2 separate regions of the Sus scrofa genome follow, and region 2 is linked to region 1. Evidence: chromatin contacts called from public Hi-C data. All regions are on one chromosome and are shown on one strand. The core of a region is the stretch at or near the end of the contact, and the rest is flanking DNA. Distances in the headings are between cores, read along the strand shown. Region 1 has its middle 460 kb from the start of EFNA5. Region 2 overlaps EFNA5 (ephrin-A5).

What was found. Hi-C and Micro-C count contacts between places; a contact is called where the count stands out from the background.
Region 2: a contact with region 1 is called in a Hi-C map of fetal heart ventricle, with 5 times the contacts expected there. The contact joins two enhancer-like sites. A contact is called at or near these places in 1 of 5 promoter capture datasets (liver), 2 of 47 Hi-C or Micro-C datasets (fetal heart ventricle and heart right ventricle) and 1 of 2 datasets of contacts at active chromatin or transcription factors (skeletal muscle).

What each region holds. Positions count from the first base shown.
Region 1 is chr2:112,354,977-112,360,749 of Sscrofa11.1, reverse strand. No RefSeq gene overlaps it. Among named protein-coding and RNA genes, the nearest start is that of EFNA5, 460 kb to the left of the region's middle. Within about 2 kb of position 3,424, at least 12 of the 83 cell types and tissues checked have an H3K27ac peak or open chromatin away from gene starts, as enhancers often do.
Region 2 is chr2:112,808,140-112,813,912 of Sscrofa11.1, reverse strand. The region is part of intron 1 of EFNA5 (ephrin-A5); the gene reads left to right. Among named protein-coding and RNA genes, the nearest start is that of EFNA5, 10 kb to the left of the region's middle. Within about 2 kb of position 2,087, at least 2 of the 83 cell types and tissues checked have an H3K27ac peak or open chromatin away from gene starts, as enhancers often do.

The sequences.
Region 1 (5,773 bases), core at 2,175-4,674:
GAAGATTTGGCTCTATTTGTTTCCATTCATTTATTAAATCATTCATTCAACAAATGTAGGTTTTGTGGTGGAGATACAGAGATTACAACTCTTACTGACATCAAGTTCTTACTGTATAGAAGAGGTATTAATACAAGTATTTAAATAATAATAATTCAAGGCAAAAAATTGATTATTGGTCTAACTTAATGGTTGCCTTAAGCAGGTTCACTATCAAACTAAGTACCACCAAGGATTCTTTTTAAATAATTATAATAGGTAACATGTCTATAATGAGGCAACCACTATCTTAAGTGTCTTCCTTGAATTAAATCATTTAATTCTCATAACAACTTTAGGAGATGGCTCTATTTTGCTAACTCTATTTTACAAAGAGATTAAATAATTTTTCAAAGTTATTTCCCAACTTTTCTCTCATCACTAGTAAGAGACAGTAGGCTTCTGAATCGTGCCCCCCCAAAATGTCGTGCATACCAAAAGAGAACAAGAAAGAAAAATACCATTGCACACTTGCTTGAAAGGACCTACTAGATGTTGAGTTCAAAGTACCTAAATATTTGACTGAATTAAACTTTTTTCTCCATTACAATCACAATCTTAATCAAGGGGCCTAGGGAACTTTCTGTTGAGGTCAGTTTAACCCATCTAATGAGATATACCTTATTAGGGTCACTGAAGACTTATTTGTCTATGTAGAAGGACCTATCATTTGCATAAATAAAATAAGTATATTTGATGGTATTTGAAGGAAATAAAATACTTACATCCTCCATTTCCTTCCCTGTCTCTTTCCCTATTTTCTTGTTCTTAGTATTGATGTTTGTTCTAGAATTATTACTGTAAATTGGGGTATTGTTTTAAAGTCCCAAATGGTTATTTATTTATTTATGGCCATGCTGATGGCATGTGCAAGTTCCTGGGCCAGGAATCAACCTGCACTACAGCAGAGACTTGAGCCACAGCAGTGACAATGCCAGATCCTTAACTGCTAGGCCACCAGGGAATTCCTATTTAAAAGTTTTTATTTATTTTTAAATGGTTTTAATACAGTGCTATTGCTTTCCCCCATCCAATATCTATTTCTGATAACAGCACCCTGCTTTGCCTTTGGGGAAGCACCTCTTGCCAACTTCCAATCAAGATAGTTTGGGTGGGGTCAAACTCATTTCCAAGAGGCCTGTGATTCAGGTCTGGACACAGTGCTATATTTTTAGGTGATCCAGACCAAGATAATGACACTTAAGTCTGAATTTCTTGTCAAAACTTCTGGAAAAGAGAAATTTCCTTTTTCTTTGGTCTTTATAAACAGAGTAGGAAGTGAAACTGCAGCATCTGGTGGCCATCTTGCTGCTGTGTTGGAAAAACCTACAAGAAAATATAACTAACAGAATATAGCAGAAGCTAGGGACGATGAGAGACAAATTTCTGACAACAATGCTTGACTATCTGAATCCAGCTGTACCTAGAAAGTCTCTAGAATTTTCCATTTTGTGAGTCAAAAAAGTCTTTGTCTAAGCCAATTTGTTTTGCTCTTTCTGTCCTGACACTGAAAGTCCTGACTGACACAATGATCGTAGTCTTTTGGAATGTAGCACCTGAGACCATTAAAAACAATTGCTAACAATGAAGAATTCATATTTGTTAAAATTCACCAGAATAGTGGAAAAATAGCTGGATCATGGACTCTGGTCAGGGGAAGTAGGATGTAGTGTGAATTAGAACCCTTAACTTTATACAACAATGTAAATTCCCTGAAAGCAGAAACTTTATTTTACTCATCACTATTTCCATCATCAAGTACAAGGTATGGCACCAAATGGGAAGTTAATACCTTGCTAATGAATCAACGTAAGATAGAGTGTTAAGGGAGTCACTGAGAAATTCATTCACTTCATTAGACTAAATCTCACTATGCTGGTTATTGTGAGAAAGTGAAGCCAGGTTTAATCTTCAAACAATGGAGCAACTTTGTAGCTAGACTGAGTGAGTCATACCAGAGAGGCTGTAGTGCCGAGTGATCAGAGCACGTGCTGTAAAGTCAGGCAGAACATTTGGATCTAGGCACCAGAATTTAGTTGCTCTATTATCTTAAGGAACCTAATTTAATTTTGGTAAGCCTTAATTTCCTCAACTGTAAAACTAGAAGCATAATATCTCATGTGTCGTTATAGAGATTAAATGTGATAATGAACATAGAATCTTGACACAATTGTCTGGCACATAGGAAGGGCTGCTATCATTTTTTTCTTTTTATTGTTATTCATGTCATTATAATTATCATTACCATGAATGAGAACAGTAGATTGGCAGGAGTTCTAGACTTTACTAAAATACCTTTAATCTTAAAAAGAATTTTTAAACTATGTTCTTATTCTTGGACAACTCAGATCTCCAAGGTATTGTCTTTTCTGTAAATATACTTGTGGAGAATGAAGATTACATATAAAAGCACTTGGTAGGAGTTCCTGTTGTGGCTCAGTGGGTTACAGACCTGACTAGTATCCATGAGGATGCAGGATCAACACCTGGACTCGCTCAGTGGGTTGAGGATCCGGTGCTGCCATGAGCTGTGCTGTGGGTCACAGACGTGGCTCAAATCCTGCATTGCCATGGCTGTGGTGTAGGCCAGCAGCTACACCTTCAATTAGACCCCTAGCCTGGGAACTTCCATATGTCACAGTTGTGGCCCTAAAAAGCAAAAAAAAAAAAAAAAAAAAAAAGCTCCTGGTAAATTGTAAAGCATAATAAGAATGCAAGATGATATTTTCCCCTGCCTTACATGGCTTTGTAATTTGTGCTTTTGGTTTTTTTTTTTTGGGCTCACTTGACCTTGGCTCTCAAATCAAAGAGTTCATAAGAAACACCAGGTATCTTTAAAAATGCAGTTTCCTGGGCCTTGCCCTCAGAGATTCTGATTCAATAGGTCTGGGGAGGGGAATGAAGCTGCACTTTTTTAAAATATTTTTTTAGGGCTGTACGTGTGACATATGGAGGTTCCCAGGCTAGAGGTCAAATGGGAGCTGTAGCTGCCTCCCTATACCGTAGCCACAGCAACATGGGATCCAAGCCACATCTATGACCAAACCACAGCCCACAGCAATGCTGGATCCCTAACCCACTGAGCAAGGCCAGGGATTGAACCTGCGTCCTTATGGATACTAGTTGGATTTGTTAACCACTGAGCCATGATGGGGACTCCTGAAGCTGCATTTTTAAACAAGCTTTTCTTTTGATACTAATGTAGGAGAACCGTGGACATACTTTGAGAAGTACCATTCTGTGATGTGTAAGTAACCTGCAGACTGTCATGACCACTCTGGAATTCTGCACCCTGCTTGGTCTTGAAGCAGCAGTTGATAAAGGCTACTACAAGAGCTATGGCCCACTGTGCATCGTCATTTCTATTTGTAGCTGAGTGGAGTTGGCAGCAGGCACAGGCTGGCAGCAGCTTGCAACACACTCCTTGTCAAAGCACATACTGTTTCTGCAGCTGGCATCTATTCCCTGTACATCCCAATTATAACAGTATTACTGAGTCTTGTGACAGTCACACATTTCATCACCTTGGGGAACTGGGAAGAGCAGGTTGGCCATGGCATGGGTGCCCTGCTCTATCCTTTCTTCATATTCATCATTGCTTAGGAATCTTGTTGGTCTCACTTGGCACTTAGCATTTGTTGTTTCTAACTGGGGATGTTTGGAGCCAGACTACGTCAGACATTATGTACAAGCTGCAGGTTATGGAGAGTTTGCCTGCTGCAAAACACTCATTTTTGAAGCATTTCTACTATTAAAGTTGTCACTATTATTATGATTGCCATGTCTTTGTTTTCCTTTGCTGGGCTTGTATGCTTCAGCAAACCATTCCTACTCCTGGAAGCACATGGCTAGCTCTCTATAATCTGACAGAACTATAGGGTGCATTTCACTCTACCTGTGTAATGGAGACCTACCTAGGTTTTTCCTCTTAAGCGAAGTAAAGGGGCTTAATAAAATAGATTTTGCATTACTGTATGAAATGTAAAATTGCTATATGATACATACTCAAAATGCCTCTGCTTAGTCACCTAATTAAAAAAAATAACAGAGTAGCGAGTTGATGCACAAAGCAAAACATGCCAAGAGTATCCCTCATTTGGAAAATTACTAGCACTAAGTTATATTTCAAAGTTGCAATTAAGCAAGATATTAAAATAAACAAGCTTTCTTCTTTTTATGTTTTGAAACTATCCTGACATGTATGTGGGATCAATAAATGTTAGTGATAACATCTTCTCATTTGAGGATAAAGACCAAGAAGGTGGAGCAGGAGTACTGGGGGTTCATGTCCTCTGATGAACACATCAAGAATACATCCACGTGCAGAAAAAATTTCATGAAAACAAACTGGAGGCTGGCAGAAAGACTCTTGTACTACCCAGGCTGTAAGAAAGAGCCACATGGAATTGGGTAGAAAAGCAATCAGGCCAGGCCTTATGCACCTGGGAGGGGACACAGAAGAGGGAGACTACATGGGCTTGGAAGTCCTACCTGGAGAGTGATTTGAGCTACATATTGGGTGCCCTAGCCCAGGGGATTAACATTGGAAACACGGGTCCCCTTAGTGGGTTTGAAAACCAGTGAGTCTAACAGGAGGGCTGTGAGAAACCTAGACTCTACATGTGAAGAACACACACACACACATACACACACACACACACACACACGTTTATTCCTGAAACAAGGTGGAGGAAACAGACTGAAACTACTTGGGACTCTGGCCAGTTTTTTTGTAACTGTCCCAGATTCGGCTCTGGCCCTGCTTGCTCCATGGCACTGCTCCATACTAGAGGAAGTGCAGCAGTTGCCAAATGGAGTGTGCACTTGTGAGGGATGGAGCTAGCTTGGAGCTGGAACAGCATTTGAATAGAGCAACTGTGGCCACTGTTGATGCTTACCAAGGAAGTGGATCAGGAGCAATCCAGAACATGGACTGGAGCCAGGACCACTACAGCTCATGTAGTCCTAGCAGTGCTCATCTTTGGGCCAAGTATGCAGATGCTAGAAGTGGGAAGAACACATTCTTAGAGAGAACAGAACCAGCCTGAACTCTATCCACCCTCAGGGCTTCTACTCCAGTTACTTTGGACTTAACTCCACCTCCACTAGAAGAGGAAGCATTGGACACTGAGAAGTGGAGAAGCCCCAGCTCAAGCCTGGCTTAGGCTATAGTCCCTCATCTCCTGCCCCAAATCCCACCAATATGATAGCTGCCAGTACACCCCAAGGAATTACCTGACTTGTGCTCACAGTCAGACCCAGCTATCCAACCAAACCACTGGACATACACAAACTATATAGGGCTGATCCTATATAAGCCTCTTCAAGACTGCAATATGTAACTATTTCACCTAATTTCACAGGTATAAACAAAATGAGAAGATGAAAGAATTTATTTCAAATGAAAGAATAGAAAAAAACCCCAGAAAAAACAACTAATTAAACAAAAATGAATAATTTACCATATAAAGAGTTCAAAACATTAGTAGTAAGAATGATAACTGAATTAGGAAAAAGAACAGATGAACACAGTGAGAATTTTAACAAGGAACTGGAAAATATAAAAAAAGAACTAGGAAGAACTGAAGAATACAATAACTTAAATGAAAAACATACTAGAAGGAATTAATAGCAGAGTAAATGATATAGAAAAATGCATGAGTGATCTGAAGATGGAATAGTGGAAATAACCATTCAGAACATCAAAAATAAAAATAAATTTTTAAAAATGAGA
Region 2 (5,773 bases), core at 838-3,337, 450 kb before region 1:
TTAGGAAAAGAGAAAGAGAAGCCATCCTGCCAGAGGAGATGCCTTTTATTAAAGCTGACAAGACAAATAGAGCAAGCTTTCTAGTTGTGATGGCGTTAAAAGCAAGTCTCATTATGTTGGTTTTATTCCCCTTTGGGCTTTATTAGGCAGCCTATACGAAAGAGAGGAATTTATATTTTTATATTTCTAAACTTTAGGCCTTTTAAATAAAACGACAGTGAAATTAGTTAGTTGAATTTGGGACATTTGGCTCTGGCTTGTCTTTTCTTTCCCACTCCAAACTTCACAGTGGAATCTTTTCTCATGGTGTTAATTTATTTGGATATATGGGTATTTCAGGCATCCTGGGATAAAACAGAGTCAGCAACATCCCCACTCTTCCCCTCCTTCTTAACCTGTCAAGCTAGTCTGAGTTAGTTCGAGGACATTTTATCTTAGGTTATCTCTGTTTTATGCTTTTTGATACTGTTGTTTGGTTTGAGATTAGCACATTGATTTTTGTTACAGGTCATGTTTTTTAATAGATTTGCCCTGCCTGCAGAAAACTCTTCTGCTCAGGATGCCATGGTGGCTTTCAACCTGCCCAAAGTTAATCTGTAGAATTTTAAAATACCATGAGTATTCGTAAGTCAGGATTCTAATTTGAAGTTTGTGGAAATACCTCTCTATTTGGCCATTATCAATTTGATAATGGTGAAAGAATGATGAATAAGTTAGATTCAGCTCTAACTTATTCTTAGGGGTTTGCGGATGTGTTTATCTTCATAGGTTAATGCAGAAAAACTTACTTTAAAAAATTATAATTTTAAAAGTAGGAATTGGTAGGCAGATTTATTTTAGAAATGTTGAATGAGATGGTGCCTTTTTTTGGATGAATTAAGAAAAGTCAGCTTGGATGTAATTTAAAAGGAGCCAAATGCAAAATAAGTGACTTAGAAAGAAACACAGATTATCAAAAAGGTAATGAAGAACTGTTTTAGACAATTTGTAGGGGTCTACTAAATTTTAAAATTTAATGTTTTATATTCCTTCATATCTCTTATCATTTTATAGCATAAGGTAGCTATGCCTTTTGGTTTTACACAAATCCTGTCTTTTAAGATCTTGCTAAAGTAATATTACCAGAGGACTTCAGTCTTCTGGAAAAAAATAGAGAACTTTAATTGCAACTTAAATAGACTTAAAACATTTTTCTCTTAGAAGGAAAGTTCACTGGGCACATTAAGCTGATAATAAATGGATGCTGTGGCAAAATTAAGTAAATACACTTTAGCTTATACCAATAAGTATAAATACTCACCAGTACTTTGATTTGAAATTATGTTTAGATAAAATTAAAAGTGGGTATTACACCTTGATCCCAGAGTTTCGATATCTCATTTTGTAACTTGTGTAGTCACAGGAGTTTATCAGCTGCATTGGGTTTCATTACCGACTTCTGCAGTATCATAAGCATCCAAAGATCTAAGTCCACAGAAGAAAAAATATAAAACTTATTTGCCATTTGATAGTTTTGCTGTTAGAATCTGTCTTCCCAGGTATTCACTTCTGGAAATTAGATGTTCAGTTTTCAAATGATGGTAACTTATTAATTGTCAATATTTATTATTCGGAGGTGGGCCACACTAATTTTATATGTTGACTTGCTCCAGATCTCTAAAACAGCAACTGAAACCTATCAGTCTGAATGGAAATATGTAACATTTTCATAAATGCATCTTTCCTGTTTAAACATTTGAAAAGTTGTATCAGTTTCACCTAACTAGTGAGTGTAGCAGAAAGGTCTTTTTAATGTTATGCTCAATTCTGAACTGGCCTATTACTAAGTAAGTTTGAATAATGAAAATCCAAATCAAGGAGACTCTTACTATTTGTCCCTAATTTCTTTAATAATGTAAAGAGCTTTTAAGTGACTTTTAAAAAGACTTTCAATAATAAAAACTTTCTTTATGTTCTCCCTTAGTAGTTACGTTTATAAAGCTAGAGATGACTCAGTATCAGTAATAAGCCTTTTAATCTGAAGCATGTTATAAACACTTTGGTCCTTCCAAAGAGAATATTCTTTCAAATGCTATATATATTGTAAAGTTATTGGATTCATTTGACCAGTTATCAAAATGATGCTAGGATAATTAAACATGTCTCCTACTGGTTTGGCATTAATGAATGGAATAGTAAAATAATACAGCGGCAGATATAACCAGCATACTTTAAGATGCTGATTCTCCTCAGTACGGTTTGAGTATTACCAATTTAACATGTTATTCTCTTATGGAAAAAAAAGTCTGTAATTCATCTGGGATTTTCTGAATTTCAACCTAATCATAAGTTTTCTCTGGACTTGTAAATTAAACATTTCATGTTAGGGCAGCAGGTAATTGACACTGTTTAGTTTTTCTATCATGTAATCTCGTAGTTGTGAAAGTGATGTGAATTTTAGGTCAACATTCCCAAATCTTCCAGGCAGTATATAGATCTTACGTATGTGAATATGTAGAGAGAAGCAGTTTTTCCTAATTATAGCCCCTACGTATTTTTCCTCTTTCAAAATTCACTTGTTTGATTTTGCAAAATCTGAGCCACCAGTGTTTTATTGTACTTACCCCAGTATACCAGTACTGTGCCTTTCCCACTGACAAACAAATAAAATCAATTTAGTTCAAATCTAAGAACTTGTTTTGAAGAAAGTTGGAGAGTTGATCTTGGTTTTGAATGAGTTTCATCACCGACCTTGTCAAGGATTAACTTTATTTTTAAAGATTTAAGTGTTTTAAATAATATTTCCTATATTAGAAACATAAAAATTCTTTAATAAAAGCAATTACTTAGACTCTTTCAACTTTATTAACTCTCAACCTCAGTGTAATAGATCAATGTTATTAGATATAATGGGATGATTCTTTTATTTCGATATTTATATCAGAGTTTGTGTAAACATCTGGATAAAAATAAAGCAGTATGATGGGCATTGATAGCCTATGTTTTTGCCCTTACTTGTAAGAGACATGAAATGAATCCTCTTCCTTTTACGCTTTTTTGCATCTAGAAATTTGTAGAAGAAAAGTGTGGTTTTTATTTTTGGCCAGTTTTCTATAGAGATTTGAAGGCAAAACAAGTTACTGAAATGTTATGTTCCATTGATTTTATGCATTGTGTTATATATTCATAATAAGCTCTCAGAAATAGCTGCCTTTTTCTTAGGGGCCTGGAACATCACTGGCTGTTTGAAGCACACTTAGCTGTACAGTCTCATTTGGTGTTTCCAGTGTAAGACTAGGGTCAATAAACTCCTTATGATTAAAAGAATCAGAGAGAGCCTTCAGTAGTTCATTACTCCCTGTTCGTTGATTGTAGTGGTGTTAACTAAACCATTGGTTCACTGAAGGAATATCTTGTTGCCATGTGTGTTCTGGCTGATAATCAGTAGCTTTAGAGGCTTCCAACTTAAAGGTTGAGGATCAGATTTGGAAGGAGCACTTAGTTTGGGCAGGGGGAGCAAATTAACCTTGTGAATTTCTTGCCATTTAATCTTGCAAGTTGCTGTTTGAAGAGGCATCCCATTGCATTCTGTCCACTGGCCTGATTTCCTGTTGGATAAGAACAGATAGAGATGAGCGCTTCCTCTTCTCCCCTGTTGCTATGAGCCTAGCAAGCTACTAGCTTCATGCTGGGCCAAGAAAATGAATGAATACAATTAGTCCTTCAGGAGTCTTGGTCTTCGGAAGCTTAGGAGTATATGCCAAAAGAATGTACTTTTGAGAAAGAGGAAACATTAAAATATAAAGTGAACAAAACATAAGAATGTGTTAAGAAGAGAATTTTACATGTGGGTAGCACTTGGTTTATTGTTTATTGTTTCTTTTCCCAATATAATTCACTTGAGTAATAGTTTTTTTTTTTTTTAATACCCTTCAACACTCTTCATTTTTTTTTGTAGTTGTTTTGAATAACCTCCAGCAGTAATGAGAATTTTAAAAAGCTATGAAATTTTAAGTAATGAACCACTCTTTGTTAGCTGATGCCATGTAATTGATTTTCTTTTCAGAAACAGTATACAAACTGTTAAAATAGCAGCCCTGATTAGAATGTCCATGTTTAAAAGGCAGTTTGTAGGTCCCTAAAGTACAGTGAGAAAGGCCTGGCCACTTATCCAGGACACTCAGTCAGGACCAGTCTTCCAAACTGAGAAAAAATTGCCTTTTGATCATTTGTGACAGGTAACACCTTCATATTCAGGTATAAAAGCCTCTCAGAGGAGTATAAGAAATGAGATATTAATATTCACTTTTAGTAATTTGTCTTATGATGGTGGTCTTAGACAGCTAAACATCAATAAATTACTGTCTCTTTTAAGGGCCTGATTTATATTATTAGATTTATATTTTAGTCTCCTTCTCAACTATATCCTGAGCTGTTTTGTAGAAAAGTTTCTCGTGATTAATTTGAACTTCTACTGTTTCTGAATGGGATATTACTCACTACCAGGAGATCTGTTTCCTCTGAAATTTGCCTGCATTTATGTTTTCAAAATCGTCAGTTATAAACAAGGCAGCACAATGACACAGAACCACTTAGTTTAAAATTAAAAAGTAGTAATATGGGTTTTTCTGTGTTATAACTATTATGCCTAGTTTTGAGCATTGGCGAAAAACGTTCTTTATATTTTACTCCTTATTGTACTCTGAAGGATTTATTGTGAACTACTGAACTCTCTACATTATTTTCTAATCTGAAATGTGTGTGGATGGAAACTCTTGACTTTGAGGCTGTTGAATATAGTATTTGAACAGGGAGCCATGCATTTCAATAAAACCATTATTTTAAAATAGTGAAAACTCCTCCTTGAGTTAGCTAGTTGCTGCGAGACAGTGGTGTACCACAGTGATGGTTAGCTCAGCTTTCACTCAGGTAAAATTCTATCATTTTCAATAAGGAAAAATAAACCTTTGTCATCTTTAGAAACATCTTCACGCAATTGACACTTGACAGGTTGAAGAAAATGTTACTGTCAGGTCTTATTTTCCTCTCAAGTGAGAAATAAAAATAGTTTTGAGTGATCTTTAAAAAAAACTATTGAAAAATTATTTCAAAATGGGCAAAACTGTTTTTAGTTTTTATGTATATGTCATAGAATTAATCTGCCACTCGTGTCAAGGAACGTCATCAGAGTACAATTACAGCGGAGGCTGTCTAAGACCTCAGGTCCCAGGATGCTAACTTTAAAACGCCAAATACCGTTGATTCGTTAGTAACTGGCTATCTCTGGGCATTTTACGATGGAATTCTGTAAGAACTATAAGATGTTGATACTATTGATGCTACTGCTTCTCAAGTGACCTGATTTTCATGACTGATGATCATGATTCTGGTATGAAGTATAAGTGGGGATTTGGGTTTTGTCACATTTCCATGCATTTGCATTGGACAGTCACATCATTAGCATACAAAGATCAGACCTTTTTAAAAAATTGCTTTTACTATTAATAATTTCCAGTAACTGAAAAGCATACTCCATAGATTTCCATGTGGAAGTGCGTGACTATAGACTTGGAGATGAGGAAAAAAATATGCCCAAGTTCTTGTTTCTTGATTTAGAAAAGCTCGGTTTTTGGCTTTCGGGTTAAATCAGCGTTTCTTTTCTTTCCCCCTAGAAGCAGCCATCTTGTTTTAAGACCGATTTTATTTCTTTCATGAAAATGGTCCGGAAATGAGTATGGACGCTAGGAAAGGACTGAACCACTTTATAATCATTTTGGCAGGGCTCTACATTTAA